Linked DNA regions of Bos taurus: region 1 is linked to region 2. Evidence: chromatin contacts called from public Hi-C data. All regions are on one chromosome and are shown on one strand. The core of a region is the stretch at or near the end of the contact, and the rest is flanking DNA. Distances in the headings are between cores, read along the strand shown. Region 1 overlaps GRAMD4 (GRAM domain containing 4). Region 2 holds the start of GRAMD4 (GRAM domain containing 4).

The links. Hi-C and Micro-C count contacts between places; a contact is called where the count stands out from the background.
Region 1: a contact with region 2 is called in a Hi-C map of skeletal muscle, with 4 times the contacts expected there. A contact is called at or near these places in 2 of 11 Hi-C or Micro-C datasets (liver and skeletal muscle).

What each region holds. Positions count from the first base shown.
Region 1 is chr5:116,873,784-116,880,557 of ARS-UCD2.0, forward strand. The region is part of intron 3 of GRAMD4 (GRAM domain containing 4); the gene reads left to right. Among named protein-coding and RNA genes, the nearest start is that of GRAMD4, 39 kb to the left of the region's middle.
Region 2 is chr5:116,836,839-116,843,321 of ARS-UCD2.0, forward strand. GRAMD4 (GRAM domain containing 4) reads left to right here and starts at 1,333. Exons shown (of 19, transcript NM_001102263.2): 1 at 1,333-1,454. The coding sequence starts at 1,426.

The DNA of each region.
Region 1 (6,774 bases), core at 2,293-4,792, 39 kb after region 2:
GACCTCTGGGTCAGGAAGATCCCCTGGGGGAGGGCATGGCAACCCACTTCGGTGTCCTGCCTGTAGAATCTCCATGGACAGAGGAACCTCGTGGGTTCCCCACTGTCCATGGGGTTGCAAAGAGTCAGACACTACTGAGCGACTAAGCACAGCCTTGCATCACAACTGAAAAATCAAGTTTTTCTTGAATAGCATCAGATATCCAACTTTCGCTCAAACTTCCCCAGTTGTCTGGTCGTTTTTAGGGCAGTTCTCCGAAATCACAAGCAGGATCTGTTAATTGTGGTTGGTAGGTGCATCTTGCCCACCCTGGACCTTGCTTAGGGCATCCCCACAGTCCCAGCACGCGAGCCAGCGTGTCCTCTGTCCCTCAGTGGGGGTGGGCTGATCTTGCAGAAGGCCCCCTCCTCGGTGGGGGTGGACAGGGTGTGGTGGGTGGGTGTGCTTCCTTGAGGCCGTTTCTCTTGTGTATCATGACCTGGTTGTCTTGAAGGCTTCCGTCCATCTTCTCATTAGAGGTTGTAGATGGTAATTTTCGACTTCCGACATTTCTTTCTCCATTTGTTAATCAATGTATTTCTGAAAACTTAACTCCTTGGTTGCCCGGAAACGTAGTTTGTATAGAAAGGCAGGAGGCGTGCTGAATTTTCCCTTTCACATTCCAGCTTTCAAAGCAACAAGCTGATTCTCTGCTTAGAGCATCTTGGGCTTTTGCAGGGGGGTTTGGTGTCCTCACGAGATCGGGGACTTATAAACACGGCCACGAGTCTTAGTCACCGTGCTTCCGCCTCCCTGGTTCTCAGATGGCCCCGCCATGGGCTGGGTTTGTCTGGTGTTTCCTCAGGATGAGGCTGAGGTCAGAGCGTCCTCAGCACATCTGACCTGGGGGTCTGGGATGTCATTTTGTCCCGCCACGCACACTGCCGTGTTCATTCTAGAATTAGATGCAGTGTTGCGGTGGTCTGAACTCTTTCCATGTTTCCAGAGTCAGGGAATAGTCAGAGACGTCAGCCGTCTCTCCAGGGTCCCTCAGTCCCTCTTCCCATGAAGATAACCAGTCGTCTGTAACCGCACAGCTCGTCCTTCCATCGGTTTCTACAGAAGCAAATAAATCCGTATCTGTGCACCTCAGATGGGCTTCCCGGATGGCTCGGTGGTAAACAGTCTGCCTGCCAAGCAGCAGACACACATTCGATCCCTGGGTCAGGAAGATCCCCTGCAGAAGGAAGTGGCAACCCACTCCAGTGTTCTTGCCCGGAGAATCCCATGGACAGAGGAGGGTGACAGGCTGCAGTCCACGGGGTCACAAAGAGCTGGACGTGGCTTGGCGATCAAACAACAGCAAACCAGCCCTTCAGATCTATGTTGGCATGCTTTCCCCATGCTGCGTCACACTGTGGAGGCCTCTCCGAGTGGTTCTCCAGCCCTTCATATCCACGTTGGCATGCTTTCCCCACGCTGCGTCACACCGTGGAGGCCTCTCCGACTGGTTCTCAGAGCTCTTCCGGTCCCACGTGGGTTGGCCCTGTGGCTGTGGTGTGGGCAACCCGCCTGCTCCCTGCAGCCTGTTCCGTGGCTACAGGTGGTAACTGCACCCCTGCAGCCTGTTCTGTGGCTACAGGTGGTTCTTAGCAGGAAGTCTGGAGAGTGTGGCTGTGCGTCTTCCTCTACCCTGAGCATCTAACCCGAGGCTCCGATCGGAGCTCCGTGCTCGGAAGGAGGTGTTGCAGGGAAACCTGGTCAGAGTTGGAGTCTGCACAGAGCCTGTCCCTGCCTCCTGTCTCTTCATCCCGGTAGCCAGGGGAGCACAGTGTGGAAGGAAGGATGTCGGCGCCCTGTGGACCCACAGAGGTGTTTTGGTGGCCTCTGAGCCTGCATCTGTGTGCTGGGCGGGCCAACCCGCCCGGGTCTGCAGGGGGTGGTGGTGGTGGCAGGGAGCTTTGCTCGGAGGTGGCCCCAGGCTTCTGGCTTCTGACTCAGCCCCGAGCGGGCGGGTGGTGTGGACGTCCCACCATCCAGAGCCTGGCCCCCCGCCATCTGTAAAGCGCCTGAGTGGTCTGTGTTAAAGTTCCATTCAATTACCCGTAGTACTTTTTCTCCAAAAGCAGACTGTTATTCTTCTCGGAGAGGAGGAAATAGCCCAGGCTTACAGCGGCTTTCTTTAGTTATTAAATATTGAAGAGTACAAGTGTTCCTGGGAGGAGATGGCGAAGGGATGAAGAATGGGAGATTGCAGTGGGTCCTGGCTCAGGACCAGGAGCAGGAAGCTAAATTTGTTAAAGAAGCACATAAATAAATGAAAAGCCACCATCCATTTTCATTTCGGCCGAAATGCATTTCAGTTGTTACTGCTGTTTGGGCACGGACACACGCAGACTGCTGCGCGGTTTCTGAGCAGGAGCGTGCATTTACCGATCGCCTGCTGGGTACGGGCTCTGGGAAGGGAAGTGCTCCTCCATCGTCAGCTGCACGGGCAGGCGCCTCCCAGAGTGACCTGCACGGATTTTGGAGCTTGGAGGGAGCTGCTTCTGGGACCTCAGGGTTGCCAGCCCTGAGCTGGGTGTGGGTTCCATATTGCCGAGCTGTTTCTTCTTCCTGGGTGGACGTGAGGCCTGTGGGCTCCTACCTCGATGGGCTGCAGGGTGGTACCAGGGGTGTGCGGCTCAGCCCCCGGCACACCACTGTGGTCGTTCCTGGGGAGGGAGGCTTCAGCAGTGGGGGGCCCTTTGCCCCTGAGCCGTGATGCTCCCGGGAACTCCCCTTCCTGCCCCGACAAGCAGTGGGACTGTGTGGCCAGCTCTGACGCCGTGGGAGGGCTTCCAGGAGAAGGTGGCTGGGGAGGCGGGCAGGAGGGTGGCCATCAGCCTCCCGCGGCCTGCAGAGCCCCCCTCTGGATGCCGAGGCTGGAAGGAAGGAAATTTCTGGGCGCCAGTCTGGGTGATTCAGGCTGACGAAGCCCTTTCTCACCATTGAAAGCAGCAGGCCTCAGGCCTGCCCAGTGTCTGCCGGTGGAGGCGTCCGGCGGGGCAGCTGCCCACAGCCGGCCGGGGTCGGGGTCAGGTGTGGCATTGGGTGGATACCTCTGCACCCACCCTGCAGATGTCTCTCTGGGGTTCTGGCTCTAAACGAGCAACAAACCAAAAAGGCCCGACCCCGCTCCTGTTTATTCTGCGATGTTGAGCTGAGAGGATAAACTGTCCGTGCCAGAGGCCGGGTCGGACAGTTCAGCTTGGTGGTGATGCATTTATCGAGTGGTTTCTGCGCTTTCGGGAAGACAGCAGATGGGTGACCCAGACAGCCAGGAAGGGAGGAAACAGATCGGATAACCAGCGGACGAAGACGAGATGAAACTGCCCGAGCGTGTCACAGGGGCCTGGGAGGAGACGAAACGGGCCCTGAAGGGCCTGTGTCTGACCCACAGGGCCGGCTCTGAACTGAGAGCCTGTTTCTTGCTTACTCCTGCGAATGTCCGCTCCTGCCTCCCTGCTGGACAGAGGCGAGCTGGCCCTGTGCCCAGCCGGGCACCTCCCCCGCCCAGGCCCCGAGGGCTCGCTCGGCTGGCAGGAGGAGCAGGGTGGGGGCTGGGCACACACGTCCCCTGGGTCGGTGCTGGCCGTGCTCAGAGCCCCGGAGCCTGGACCGGGGCCGTCAGGTCAGCTTGCCACCTCTTGCAGAAAGGCGGCCCCTGGTTCCTGAAAATCAGCTGTTGAGAGTGGAAGCGCGGCCTGGGATCCTGTTCCAGCTTATTTTACATGAGAAACATGTTCACGCTCTGCTCCTTCACCCCAGGCCCCCGGTCGGTTTCCTAAAACGTGTCTGAAAGGCAGTGGTGTGCGGCCTGTCTCGTGGGCGTGTCAGAGCTTAGAGCCGCGCCGCCTGCTGGCTGTCGGCGTGATGCCAGCGCTTCCTGGACGGTGCCTCTGTGTCCAGCAGCCAGTGAATGCTGGGGAAGAGGCAGACGGAAGTTCCCCGCGAAAGCAGGGCCTTGCCTGTGATGAGCTGGCTTCCCCGAGGGGAGAGGGTGCAGGAAGCCACAGGGGGATTGCCACAAGCATGCTCCCGGCTCATGACCCCATACCTGGCGCTTTGGGAAGGCATGGCTCTGCTGCCTTCAGGCTGGGGGAGTGGGTGGGCCGGGCTGGGAGGCCAGGGGCTGGGAGAACTCAAGGAGCACTGAGGAGGGATGTGAAGGGCAGAGCCTGGGACCCCCGGGTGGGCTTCCAGGCGGGCAGCCTGCCACCTGACCACGCCCCAGAAACAGCGCAGCGGGTGGTCCCTGCATTTGCACACCTGGCCAGTGGGAAGCAGTTTTTTAAGGATCATCACTTGATTTTTTATTTTCGGCGGTGGCTGGGGCCTGTTGAATTGTGTGCCAAGAGGACTCTCGCTTGAGAGTTCTACTTTTACGGGTTTAAAAATAGTCTCGGAGCCGTCTTCCTTTCTCGCCTTGTCTTCACCGGGGGCTGGGAAGTGGGTGGGCGTGGGTGGGCATGAATGCAGGTGCCCCCTGGCCCGCCGTCTCCCTGGAGATGGGCCGTGGGGGCGCTGTCCCTGCGCATCTTGGGGAGGCGGAGGGGCTGGACCGCCTGGGCGGGCTGCCTGGGTCCTGGTGGGCGGGTGCAGCAGGAAACGCCCGGCCGCGGGAGCGGTGGTCCTGCGTTCGGGGAGCCGCGTCCGCCTCGTCCCTTTGAAAGCGCTGGTGTGTCGGGTGCCCTGGTAGGGCCCGAGGCTCCTGTTGGAGCGGAGTCTGGCTTGTGTGGCCTCCAGGTGGCACCAAGGAGGCATCTTGGCTGCAGAAACCGCGCTTCCGGAAGTCAGCACAGCAGCTGTGTGTCTGAGGGTCCCTCTGGGCTCACACTGCTCCCCGCTGCCTCCTCCCTGTTACATTCTCTCTGTTCTCGTGGGAGGTGGGCGGGGGCGGGCTGTGTGCCCCTGGGAGCTGGTCCTGGTGGAAGCCGGCTCTGCTCACCTGTCCTGCTGGGTCGGGGCGCAGTGAGGAAATTATGGTGCCAACCTCTGCCCCGGGCATGCCCCGCGATATTAGAAGGTTCGGGGTTTCTGAGTCATGTTCCGGGCGGGATCCTGGCTCCCCTGGCCTCCAGCAGACGTCCTTCCTGTCCCCCGGCCGGCCCTGGCCACCTGCCAGGTCAGCAGACGGCACCAGGGCTTGGAGAGGAGAGCAGCATCAGGCTGGGAGCCGTGCCCCGTGACCCGGGCAAGTCCCGTGACGGCTGGTGCAGCGGCCTTCCCACCTGCCTGCCCATGGCTCCTACTCCAGGGGACCCCCCCACACCTGTGACTGTGTGGGGGCAGGTGTGACGGTCCCTGTCCTGGCCCACCTGCATGGCTGCAGAGGTGCCGAGAGGCTCATGAGAGCCACCTGCGGGTGGGCCTCCAACGGGACACGCTTGTGCGAGTCCCAGGCTCATGGCAGGCTGATTCCGGGATGCCCTCTGCGTGGGTGCTTCTCACCGTGACAGTTTGGCCAAGCTCGGAAGCACCATCAGTGGGGTGTTTGGCAAATCCTGTTTCTGGGTGACGGCAACACACACCCAGAGGTGGGAGGAGGGGGCTGACAGGGGCCCCTGCACCCCCAGAGGCCATGACCTTCCAGAGGAGGGCACGTCTTTGCTTTTTGGCCTCTGCTTACCTCTCCAAGGCCTGGTGCCGTCTCCTGACCTGGCAGGTGGCCAGGGCCGGCTGGGGGACGGGAAGGACGTCTGCTGGAGGCCAGAGGAGCCAGGATCCCGCCTGGAACTTGACTCAGAAGCCCCGAACCTTCTAAAATCGCCAGATTCCTGGGAGTGGGAAGACCCTCTCTGGGCCAGATGGAAAGAGGGGGATCGTCCTTTTCCTCCCAGGCCCTGCTTGGCCTCCTTGGCCCGAGAGAGTTGTGTCTGTGTGGAGTCTGGTGGGCAGAATCCCAGTGCCCACGTCCTCATCACCAGACCCTGTGACTGTGTCACCTTTTGTGACAGAAGGGACGTTGCAGACGTGATTGAGTGAAGGGTCTGTGATGGGATATGGGCCTGGAGTATCCAGGTGGACTCGGGCGTCACGAGCGTCCTCAGGAGAGGGAGGCGGGGGGTCAGAGAAAGAGGAGGAGACGTGATGATGGAGTCAGAGGTTGGGGTGGTATCCCCGATGGCGGGGGTCACAAGCCAAGGAATGTGGGTGCCTCTGGAAGCCGGAAGAGGCTGGGACATGGGTTCTCCCCCGGAGCCTCCAGAGAGGCCAGCCCTGCCCTCGCCTCACCTCAAGCCCCTTGAGCGCCGTTTCAGACTCTGACCGCAGAGCTGTCAGGATACACCCTGCCATGGCGTCGGTGGTGACTCCTTTCAGCAGCAGTAGGAAGTCAGCATGGGGCTCTTTGAGGGGCTCCTCCTGCTGACCCTGTACGTGGCGTCGAACCTCCACCCCCACCTACAGGAGATCCTCATGGCCCCCTGACTGATGGAGCCGGAACGTGTGGGGAGCCCATTGCTGTAGCCAGGAATGTCCGGGGCCTGTGGGCAGAAGGCCAGACTGCCTTGGAACAAGCCACGAGCTGGGCCTGGGGTTGGAGGGTGTCCCGGGGCCCAAGGAGAGACCCGGGACAGAAGCCAGCAGCCCCCGAGGACACGGGCCTGTTGGGAGGCCAGGAGAGGGGAGACCGCCTCCTGAGTGACCAGCCCGGCACTTCCCGCCTGGTGAGGAGCAGCCGCCCGTTTCTTCTCCGTCTGAGTGCAGGAGGAGGAAATTTCTGGGGATTTGCGTTGCCTTTGTCCTGTGCAA
Region 2 (6,483 bases), core at 83-2,582:
CTGAGAGGGCTGGGGGTGGGGGGGCCTGTGGGCCGGGTCTTTTGGCTCCTCCCACTCTAAGCCCCAGCAGCATTCCCCAGGTCAGGCTTGGATGAGAAATTAATTGTGGGGCCCCCTAACCCAGGATGAGGACTTGTGGTTTTGGAGGTGTGGTCCCCTCTACCTGTGAGCTAGCCAGCCTTAGATTCTGGAGGCTAGGGATGGGCAGGGTTCTCTTTGGTAGGGGGGCTTCCCTGGTGGCTCAGAGGGTCAAGAATCTGCCTAAAATGCAGAAGACCTGGGTTCAATCCCTGCACCGGGAGGATCCCCTGGAGAAGGAAATGGCAACCCACCCCAGTATTCTTGCCTGGGGAATCCATGGATAGAGGACCCTGGAGGGCTACAGTCCATGGGGTCGGGGTCGCAAAGAGGCAGACAGGCCTAGCTTTCTCCCCACCCCCACCCCCATGGTCTCCCCGCAGGGAAGATGCAGGAGAGTGGAGGGTTGGTGGAGGGCATTCCTTGAATGACAAAGGTGCGACTTAGAGAAAGCAGTCCAGATCCTGAGGACAGGGAGTCCCCTCCCTCGGCATGGGGCTCAGCCCTTGCTAGGTATGCCAGCCTAGAGGGGGTGCGTGCCCGGCACCGACCCTCCCCTGCAGGCTCTAGGTTCCCTCCCCTCGTGGGCACCGTGGCGTCAGGGCAAAGGCGGTTTCCTTTGGGATGTGGTCGCCACGGGAGGGTGGCCGTCTTGGACCCAGGTCGGAACCACAGGCGGTCCCACTGCGGCTGCCCCTGGGATGCGTGGCCGGCGGACAGCGGATGAAGGGGCAGCGGCACGCGTGCCCGTGCGTGGCTGTGCCCGTGGCGTCCGCCCTATAGACTCGCGGGGCCGCGAGGCCCTGGGCGCAGGCGGCGGAAGGCCGCCCTGAGGGGCCGCTGCGCGTCCGCGTGGGTGCAGGTGGCGGGGGCGCACGTGCGCCACCCAAACAAAGGCGGCGCCGCGTGACCGCGCTCGTTCTCGCGCGCGGACCCGCCAGGGCAGGCGCGCCCCCGCGGGACCGCCGCGCCGGGGCGGGAGGGGAGAGCCAAGGCCGTGCAAGGGGGCGCGGCTCCTTTAAGGCGCGGCGCGGGGCGTGGCGCGGCGGCGCGGGGCGGGGCGAGCCGGCTCAGGTCTTGGGGCGGGGCGACGCCGGGCGGGGCGTGCCGACGCGGGGCGGGGATTAGGGCGGGGCGGCGGCTGCGCAGGCCAGGCCGGGGGCGCGCAGACTCCGCGCAGCGGGACGCGAGCGCGCGACCTGGCGCCGCCGCCGCCTCCGCGCTAGTGGCCCGGACCCGCGGGGCCGCCGCCTCCTCCGGGCTCCCCGGCGCCGCTCGGCTCCCGCGCGGGCGGCAGGTGCAGCGCGGCCGGGCGGCTGGTGAGGGGCGCGCCGAGGCGGCGGGTGGATGAGAGGTGGCCCCGATCTCCGCGCAGGGTAAGCGGCGCGCGCGCGCGGACGCCCACTCGCCGGCCACGCAGACCCGTTCGGGGGCTGGCCGGCCCGAAACCCGGCAGTGCCCTCCCAGCGCCCGCAGCCAGCGGCCCTCCGAGCCTGGACCCGCGCGGACGCGCCCCGCATACACGCCCCCGGGTCCCGCGCGGCCTGGGCGCGCGTCACGGCCACCCCCCTCCCGCGCGCGCGGGCCCCGGCGTCTCCGGGTCCGCGTCATGCCCGGCCGGCCGGGGAGAGGAGGACGTCCCGTGGGCGCGGAGCCTGAGATGGGAGGTTGGTCGGTGGGGCGCAGGCCGCCGGGTCCAGGCTGGGGCGCGGTGAATGTCGTCTTAGGAGCTCACTCCTGGGGGACACAGGAGAGGTGGAGGGCGACCCCGGCCCCTATGCCCCTGGAGATGACCCCACCAAAAAGTTGCCCTCCCCGCACCCCTCGATTTGCCCCGTCTCCTTTCCCTTTGTCCCGGGCTTTTAGCTGGTGGGGCTTTGCTGGGGCCAGCCTCGCTGGGAGGTGAGGCGTAGAGCAGCAGTCCCCAACCTGAGGCGCCCCCTGACCCGGGCAGGCCCTGCACCCCTGGGCAGGCTTACCACCAGGTGGGCTGGGGCACCTGTCCGTGCCCCGGCCTGGGCCCTGGACCTGAGGGAAGCTGAGCCCACCCTGGAGGTGTTGCCAGCCCTACATTTCCGGAGGCGGGGAGGATTTGGTTTGGGCACACCTTTTGCAGCGCCGGGTTCCTTTCTCGCCTTCCTAGTTCTGTTTATCACTCCCCCCACAAAAATGGAGGTGCCTGGGCCCCAGCCCCCATCGCAGCCCGGCCTTGGGACTTGTCTCAGGCCTGGGCCTGGCAGGATGAGCTGGGCTGTGCAGCGGTTGAGAGAGAAGTTTGGGGTCTTGTCTGCATGGCATCTGCTCGGTGACCTTGGGCAGGAAGGCCTTGAGCCCTCCCTTGCCTCAGTTTCCCCAGCAGTAAGCGGGGAGGGGGCTGACGAGAGCATTAGATGGTGCAGCCCCCACCCCACTTCCAGACTGGACACACCCAGGGCAGAGATCCCAACACCAGGAGAGGCCGCGGTGCCCTTCCCTTCTGGGCGGCTGTTGTGGCCCTGACTCTGCCGTGTGTCCCCGGCCCATCGGGGACACACGGTTCGGCTGGGTGAGTGTGTTCCAGGGGTTTGCTCTTGTCCCCTGCTAGGATGAAACAGTCTCACAACAGGTAGCTGGGACCCTTGGGATCAGGGACCTCGGTAAACCTGCCACTCCTTTCTACCGCCGCCCCTCTGAAGACTCCCTGCCTGGTCCAGGTCGGGGGCCTGGCCTTCCTGACCTTCCCTCTGCCTCGGCCTTGATGTCGCTGCTTCTGCAGCACTGTGCCCGTGGGCAGGGGTCTTGACCCGCAGTCTGGACATTGCTGGACTCATGGGGACAGGGTTTGCCAGCTTGGTCCTGGGGCCTGGGGAGGTGGGTTCTCCCCCCGACCCCCCGCCACTGCCCTGGGCGTCTACGTGGGTGCCTCCCCTCCTCTGCCCTTCTCTCCGCTGGGCTGCCGTGGCTGATGGGCTGTGGGGTGTGGCCTGGGGATGGGCAGGGCCTGTCCCTGTGCAGTCTGCCCTCCCACGCTCCGGAGAGGCATTTCCTGGAAGCCACACAGGGAAGTCTCCGAGTGTGTCCTGCGTGATCCTGGCCACCCTGAGCCTGCATCTCCCACCAAGGCAGGCAGGGGCCCTTCGTGAGAGGAGAACCTGGTGGTCCCTCCAAGCCATTGGCCTGTGAGGCGCTCCTGTCATCTCTTCAGCCAGAGCGGGCATCAGGAAGCCGATGGTCGGCAGCTCCGTGTGACCCCTGCTTCCCCTGCCCTCCTGGGCCTCACCCTCGCCAGTCAGAGACGAGGAGCCCTGGGCCGGCTTTTCCTGAATCACCGTTTCTTGCTGTCTGATGGAACAGAGTAATGGCTCGGGCACGATGAACACAAAGTATTATTAGGTTCTAGTGAGAGTGATGTCGCCAGGGGAGGTTGTAAGCCCGAAGCGCACTTTCTCTTTGTATCCGCATATCTGAGCAATGTTACAGGTGAGGGATCCCAGTGCCAGGCCCAGCGCCCGTCTCGTGAGTCAGTGTCATCGGAGAAGCGCAGGGCTCCCCTCGATGTTTCAGGGTCTGACCCATGTGGGTGGTTCTGAGCACCTGCAGACGGGTGGACGGGGCCACCTGTCTGTCTCCGGTCATCTCGTGGGCGGCAGGGGGCCCCTTCCAGCTCCCCATGCGTCTTGGTTTGGGAGTTCCCTCTTGAAGCCGACTGCACCCAAGCTTTGCGTGGGAGTGGGGTTCCCGTTGTGGAGCGGTGTGCCTCCAGCCAGGCCCTCGTTTCTGGGGGCTGCACCCTCTCGGGGACCTGGGCTGATCTCCATTCTCGCAGGGCTTCTGGCGCTTGAGCCCCTGTGTGTGTCCGGATGGCTGGCTTCTGTGGCGTTGGTGCACTGGGGCCTCCCTGAGCGTCTAGGGGGCTCTGGTCCGCAGAGGGCATGTGCCCGCTGGAAAGGAAGACCCTGTGGGGGTTGAGTGACCGGCCTGCCCCCTGTCCTGTGAGGTGGGCGGGGGCTCCTCACCTGCCGTCCGCAGGAAGGAGACCGTCTGCTCCCCAGCGGGGCTGCGGACAGCCTTAGGTCGTGTAGCAGAGCCTTCCTGTTTTTAAATAATTTAAAAATGAATGGGGGTGGGGTGGGTAATGAGACCTGGGCTGTGAAGGTGCTGACAGGAGGAATACAGACGCTCTGGCCCGGGGCGAGCAGCTTCTGTTTATGAGCCCAGACCTGCCGTGTGGGCACTCAGGTGGTGCTCCGAAGGCCTTTGGTCGGGGACTCGAAAACCGCTTGGGGCCTTGGGCAGCACAGAGGGTCGAGGTCTGAGTTTTCCTCGGCTTTTGGGTGGTATGGCAGTGGCGGCTCTCCTTGGGTCTTTGTCCTGGGCAGAATCCAGAAAATGCCCTCGTACCGGGGGTGACAGTTCAGGTGCTGGCTGTGGAGCAAGGAGGAGGCCCAGGTCCGTGACGGGGATGCTCACTTCGTGACTAGGGTGGTGAAGGCCCAGCCAGCCCAGCGGAGGGGTGGCCTGGCCGTCTGCTCGGAGCTGGCCGCTGTCGGAGAAGGGCGATTGGTTCACTTGAGAACTTAAAGGCAGGCCGTCCGACTTCTTTTACAGACAGAGATGGAGCAAGAAAGTGAGGGTTTCCCTAATTAGAGAAAACCGTGTTCTCCGCGCCTCCAGCGTCGGCGCGTGGACTGAATCAAGGGGCCGGGCAGCGGCTTGGGACTGTAATTCACCACTAATGACAGTCGCCGTCTCGGGGCTCTCGTTAAGACTGTTTGGCCTTTGAGTTATAATCAGGGTTGTGACTGTGTTTAAGCCCTGTGATTAAAGTCCCCAGTGGTTACACCGGCAGACAAGAAGTACTGGTCTGTCAAAAAAAAAAGAAAACAATGGTAATAGAAACCGCTCAGTTCAGCGTCAGACGACGTGCTCGGCGCCCACGGCCGGCGTGGTGCTCACAGCCTAGCTGTCACCCTTCCCGCGGATGCAGAAACTGGAGAGGTGGGCGGCTGGTCTCAGCCCCCAGTGACCTAGGTGGCTCAGCCAGGATGGGAACTCGGGTGTTTGGCTGCAGAGGCAGTGCTCTTGTTGATCAGGGGAATTTCTGGGGGTTTGTGAAAGAAACACAAGGAGTAAGTTTACGGTCATGATGAGAAGTCTCTCTGCCGTCACAGGTGTGCTGATGGCAAGAGCATCCCTTAGCCCAGGCCTGATCGTGTCGCCTGCACTTCACATGATTGCTTTTCATCATAGCTGGAGCTCGGGGCTGTTATTAGCTCCCCTTACAGATGAGGCAGCCTGGGCACAGGGAGGTTAAGTAACTTCCCTGAGGCCACACGCTGGTGAGTGGCAGAGTTGGGTGTTTGTTCTAAGCTGAGTGCCGTACGCAGGGCGGGGTCAAGTGGAAAATGCCCAGTCTGTCGCTGTGTGCTCTTGGGCAAGACGCTTAGCCTCTCTGGGCCTCGGGAACCAAAGGTCTAGGTGTGGAAAGTAGAAACCGGAGGCCCGAAAACGCCCTGGCCCGAGCTGGCGCATCTGCGCTGCCTCCCCCAGGAAGGCCCTGGGTGGGGGCCCCAGCCACTGCCCATCCCCCAGGAGGAGAGTCGTGGTTAAGGAGCGCAGCGCACCCCCTCCCCAGCACTGGCTGGTTTGGGTGGAGTGGCCCTGGTTGTCCCCTGGGAGGTCAGACCACACCCCAGGAGTGACACCTGACTTCCGTCCTGGGCGGCTCCCTCTGTGACTCGAGGAGGCCTTCAGAGAGCCTGGCTCTGTCCCTGGGGAATGGATTTTGTTGGGGGAGGCATGCCTACCCAGAACCCCCGGTGCTGCCAGACCCAGTTTGGGAAAACCAAGTGTGCCCGCGCCATGAGGGCTGGCGGTCTGGGGGCCCCCAGGGAAACACTCGCCCTTCTGTGATCAGGTCCCCCCCGCCTTGGTGGGACATGCCGCTGCCTCCAGCCCTTCCCTCTGGGTGGGGTGTGGGCGGGGTACGTGGACAAGGAGGCAGGAGGCCCCCCTACCCCCCAGCATGGAGTAGGGGGTGGGCACAGCTGAGCCCAGCCCTGAGTCCGAGAGGCCCAGCCTCCCTCTCCAGCCCTCCCCTCTCCACCTCGGTCGGTGGGTGCTGCGTGCAGGGCTGTTGGCACGGCAGACCCTTGTGTTGGGCACGTCTCTGCTCCACCCCGCCTTGCTGGGGAGGCCTTCCCTGGGCACCCTGACCGCAGAGCCCGTCTCAGTTGCTGCCCCCTCCCCGGCCAGTCATCGTGCTCCTCCCAGGAGGCAGGGGCTGGCGCTTTCCTGTCTGTCCTGGTCTCAACAGCCAGGGTAGGAATGAGTGCAGGCACTCCTTGCAATGAGCCGAGGCCATGGCCTTGCCCTGCCCTCGGGGGGCCCCCTCTGCAGCCTGGCCTCCAGGGGCCAGCAGCTTTG